2 separate regions of the Sus scrofa genome follow, and region 2 is linked to region 1. A link is a contact called in public Hi-C data. All regions are on one chromosome and are shown on one strand. The core of a region is the stretch at or near the end of the contact, and the rest is flanking DNA. Distances in the headings are between cores, read along the strand shown.

Region 1 (2,561 bases), core at 30-2,529:
TCTTTTTTTCATGTCTATAATCTTGGCACGTAGGATCATACCTGGCATATAATGGGCATTCAATAAATATTTGTTGAATGAATGAAATTGAGACTAAAGTAACTTTAAATAGATCATATATAGAGCGACACCTACTGGTATAATATGAGACTGTTGCCTAGTATCATGGTTCAAGACACACAACCGTCTTTACCCAGAGGGACAGTAATTTCACAGCTGTATCTTGTCTAGTATTCAAATGGAAGTAAATGATACTCTGTTCTTTAATTGGGATTATGAAATCTTTCAATGATTATGAAATCTTTCTATATATGACAAGGAACTTAAGCTCTTGGAATAGAAATATGCTGGTATGCATTCAGAAGCAAGACTGATAAGGTCAGTGAAGGCCCTCAAAACATACAAAGAAGAAAATGAGGGGTGGTTAACTTGATAAAAACATATGTGGCCTTCATATTTTTGAGGGCTATTGAAGATAGAATGGATATACAATGTTTTGTTCAAATCTTGAGGGTGAAAGGAGTTACTAAGTATGCCAGATGAACAGACGCAGACTAGGACGTCTTAGGCAAATAGAGTCTCTGTACCCCTGGGAGAAAAGCAACGAGGGATAAGCCTTGCTTGTTCACATCCCCCAGAGAATACAACGAGAACTAAATGAATACAGGCTTTCTAAATTTTGACTAGCGATTAGAGATAACTTTCAAGAATTAGGATTGGGAGTTCCCGTCGTGGCGCAGTGGTTAAGGAATCCGACTAGGAACCCTGAGGCTGCGGGTTCGGTCCCTGCCCTTGCTCAGTGGGTTAACGATCCGGCGTTGCCGTGAGCTGTGGTGTAGGTTGCAGACGCAGCTCGGATCCCACATTGCTGTGGCTCTGGCGTAGGCCGGCGGCTACAGCTCCGATTCAACCCCTAGCCTGGGAACCTCCATATGCCGCGGGAGCGGCCCAAGATATAGCAACAACAACAACAACAACAACAACAAAAAAGACAAAAAGACCAAAAAAAAAAAGAATTAGGATTGAACAAAGGCAGATTGGATCTCTCCGTATCTTATTTGTTTCTTGTAATTAGAAATATTCAAGTAAAGGCTGAAGGATCATGGATGAGGTTGTTGTACAAAGAATTCAAGCATTGGTTGGATTTTTTGCTAGATAACTTTTGAAGATTTCTTTTAGCCCTCAGATTCTACCTATAGCCTTCATGTAGTAATAGCAAGAGAAAGTAGAAATCAGTGGAAGTACAATACTCAGATAAGAAAGATTGATTGTTGTTTTTTCATGTAAGTTTGTGGCTGTGTGGGTTCAAACTTTTGTGTTTATGTGTGTGAGGTATGAATATGGAGGGGGTGTATATGTTTGTATGTAGAAGGATTGTTTATGTATAGGTAATTTGCAGTCTGGGTTGGTAGTTTGACTGCTAATAGGATGCCCCTATGGGAGAGAGTTTCTGAGAAGGTTGCCTGTTCATGTAGGATATCTATAAAAAGGATAAAGGAGTCCACAATCTAGTAAACGGTAATATACTAATGTCAGTTTCCTGGTTTTGATATGTTCAATAAGCTGTTACCATAGAGAGGAGTTGGGTGAGGGGTGGATGGAACTCTGTGTTATTTTTGCAACTTCCTGTGGGTTTCTGGTTTGTTTTTAGCCAGTCCTTCGGTGTGTGTGTGTGTGTGTGTGTGTGTGTGTGTGTGTGTGTGTGTGTGTGTGTGGTGTTTACAAGGTTAAGATCGTTTGTTTTTAGCCAGTCCTTCGGTGTGTGTGTGTGTGTGTGTGTGTGTGTGTGTGTGTGTGTGTGTGTGTGGTGTTTACAAGGTTAAGATCGTTTGGCTAGACCAAGCAAAAAATCAATTCCACTAGGATGCTTTATAAGAGATGCCACATACTTTGTAAACCTAAAACTATTACATCAAGTGCCTTGGCATTTTGTAATCAAGTTAGCTTCTCAGCTTTACCTGATGTTTGTTGGGGAGAATTTTTAGGTCGCCTTGCTTTTGGAAAAAATATAGGGGGTTCTATTTTGTGACTAAAATATGATTGAGAAAATTCATGGAGATTGTTCATATTGAGTAGATGTAAAAGACTAGTACTTAATATTTTTAAGGTTCTTAACTAATATCGTCTATGACGTGGAAAAACTGTCATTGGGACACAGAAGCATCAGTGTTTGGGTATCTACTCTTTGCGGGAACATTGAGTCGAATTGGATTAATAGGAATTTGTCCTTTATTTAAACAGTGTGGTGAAATAACATTATCTAGTATCTTTATCAAATTTTAGATGTTGGACTTTTGCTTCGAGAAAAATGGAGTTGATATCCTTTTATCTGTTCTTTCTGCCAAGTATAAATAAAACTCTGGACATTATGTAAGAAACAAACATAAGAAGATTCTGCAAAGTCGAGAATGAAAGGAGGACAGGCTAGTGACCATGGGACCTAATAGACTGCATGGTGGTGAATTCCCTGAATTTTCTCTTGCCTCACTTATTCTATACTGGATGTTGGAGAAATGGGCAACTCAGAGAAGATAACGGGCACAAACCAAAAACGAACCTAA
Region 2 (2,561 bases), core at 23-2,522, 49 kb before region 1:
CTGTTGGTCACACAGGAAGCTTTAAGAGCTGGGATTCAAGCACTTCTTTTTGTCTTATTCTAAAGCTCTTACTCTTCTCCTTTTATCATAATGCTGTTTTTCACAGCAGCTGTGTGTATAAGCGTCTATCTTCCATAAATAGTTTACAAGATCTTGTATTCAAGGCTCTTTTTGACAACAAGGCTAGATAAAGACTTGTCTTCAGTTTTAGTTTGATAGTTAAGACAGGGTGAGTGTCTTCCAGAGCTACAGAGAGACAGTGCAAAAATGAATGACCTGAGCTGAAGCAAATTGCTAGACACTGATTTCCATCAGTGAATTACAGCCTTCCTAATTGACTTGGGTAGTATGAAAAAAAATGAGTGGTCAGTATGATTTGTATTCTTTTGGCTGATTCTCAGTTTAATGTCTGCTTACTGTTGTCATCATATTCTAGGCTTCTCCAGTGACAGTGATCTGCTGTCTCTTACTGTCGATGTGGATTCTCTTGCTGAGGTGGATGATGGAATGGCTTCCAACCAAAATTCTCCCATTAGAACTTTTGGTCTCAGTCTTTCTTCGGATTCTTCAGCTCTAGGAGCTGTTGCTTCTGAGAGCGAGCCGACCAAAACAGAAGAAGAACGAGAAAGTCGAAGTCTCTTTCCTGGCAGTTTAAAATCCAGGCTTGGCAAGAGAGATTATTTGGAGAAAGCGGGAGAGTTAATAAAGCTGGCCTTAAAAAAGGAAGAAGACGACGACTATGAAGCTGCTTCTGATTTTTATAGGAAGGGAGTTGATTTACTCCTTGAAGGTGTCCAAGGTACAGTTTTATCTATGTTAATGTGTTTTGGCCTGTTGTTATGGTGGTATCTGGGGGAAAAAGTATACACATATAACTGTTTCTTATGTATAATCCTATGTAAAACTGTGACTGAAAAGGAGAAATTACTGGAGATTAAATGACCTAAAGATGAACATGTACTTTTAGTTACATGAGATAGAAGACAGTTTCAGAGATATTTAAGTCTCTGCTTTGATCAAGTAATCAACAGAAATGGAATTGAAAAAAAAATCAAGCCTCTAAGTTTCTTGTATGAATAATGGTTTTTCTGACATGGGCAGTGTTGGCCAGTCTTCACCTCTTTCAGGAGATTCGCAGAAATTCATTAGTGTATTTACTCTCAAATGGCCTGAAGAGATGAGGTGAAATGCACTTTTAAACTAAGCGTGTAGGGAGTTCCCGTCATGGCGCAGTGGAAATAAACCCGACTAGGAACCATGAGGATGTGGGTTTGATCCTTGGCTTCGCCCAGTAGGCTGGGGATCCTGTGTGGCCGTGAGCTGTGGTGGCAGATGCAGCTCAGATCCCACATTGCTGTGGCTGTGGCTGTGGCCAGTGTCTGTAGCTCTGATTCAGTCCCTAACGTGGGAACCTCTATATGCCTCGGGTATGGCCCTAAAAAGCAAAAAGAAGTGTAAAGGGTTCTTGGATTTGCCTGCTTCTTTCTTTGTTAGTTGCGCTAAATTTTCAGCTAATTTGTGGGGGTGATATGGGACACATGGAGCTGAGTGTCTGTAAGTAGGACTCAGGTTTTAAAAATTATTTATTTATTTAAATAAGCATCAATTTTTATCATTTGCCTTTTCATTATGGGAACAGATTGAAGCTGACTGCTGTATGGAGTAGAAGGGAGAGTGTGTGTAGTGGTGTCCTTACTACTTTGTAACCAGGATTTTGATGAATTCTCATCTTTTTAGCCTTCATATTCACTTCCACAGAAACCTAGTAGTACCAGTTGGTGAAATTTTGGCGAGATTTATAGTGCTATGTAAGTCAGACAGCTTCCTTGAGTTGCCCAAGTCAGTAACTACTCATCCACATACTTATTTAGCTTCTAAAATTTTGTTGCTTCCCCTTGCTCTCAGTCTTTTTTGTTCTTACAGGGTTTTGCCTTAATTTAAAAAAAAATTTTTTTTTGCTGCCACATTAATGGAGCTTCAAGAGGAAGCACTTCTTGTAGTTTGACTGATATATCATTTTGATATAAGTTTTTGTTTTTCAAGTTACCTTCATAGTCTTTGGGAGTTTTTTGGTATGCTAGTGGAGCATTGTGGTCTTAATGATCTACTCATTTTTTTCCTTTGTCTTAATTCTTATTTTGGGTTGGAAGTTTAAAATGGGGATGAGTTGTATACAGTTGGCTCTGATATTTTCCCCTTTCCTATCTATATAATTTTGTGCTAAAACACAAAATTGGCATATATAAAAGACGTCAGTGTGATACTTTTCTAAAAGTTATTTGCATTTAACCATAGAACACTTCATAATGTTACCACTTGATGGCACCAGAAAAATAAAAATCTTTGCTTCAAAATAAGAATTACGGATGCTTATCAGCAAGTAACAAAATCTAACATTTAGTTAGTAACTGGGTTTATGGTGGTAAATTATTTCTCCATTGAAACTTGATAACAGATTTACTAGACCTCTGTCTTAAAGAATGTTATCATTTAGAATTCCTGTCATGGCTCAGTGGTAAGGGACCCAATTGATATACACGAGGACGCAGGTTCTAGCCCTG

Evidence for each region. A called contact is a pair of places that touch in the nucleus more often than the background predicts.
Region 2: a contact with region 1 is called in a Hi-C map of retroperitoneal adipose tissue, with 1.5 times the contacts expected there. The contact joins two enhancer-like sites. A contact is called at or near these places in 1 of 5 promoter capture datasets (liver), 23 of 47 Hi-C or Micro-C datasets (adipocytes, alveolar macrophages, brain and 13 more) and 2 of 2 datasets of contacts at active chromatin or transcription factors (alveolar macrophages and skeletal muscle).

The regions. Positions count from the first base shown.
Region 1 is chr9:130,321,794-130,324,354 of Sscrofa11.1, reverse strand. The region is part of intron 8 of RPS6KC1 (ribosomal protein S6 kinase delta-1); the gene reads left to right. Among named protein-coding and RNA genes, the nearest start is that of RPS6KC1, 130 kb to the left of the region's middle. Within about 2 kb of position 1,279, at least 11 of the 83 cell types and tissues checked have an H3K27ac peak or open chromatin away from gene starts, as enhancers often do. A contact at or near this core is called in retroperitoneal adipose tissue, where this site is marked.
Region 2 is chr9:130,370,917-130,373,477 of Sscrofa11.1, reverse strand. It overlaps RPS6KC1 (ribosomal protein S6 kinase delta-1), which reads left to right. Exons shown (of 15, transcript XM_021063842.1): 6 at 437-799. The coding sequence starts at 508. Among named protein-coding and RNA genes, the nearest start is that of RPS6KC1, 81 kb to the left of the region's middle. Within about 2 kb of position 1,272, at least 3 of the 83 cell types and tissues checked have an H3K27ac peak or open chromatin away from gene starts, as enhancers often do. A contact at or near this core is called in retroperitoneal adipose tissue, where this site is marked.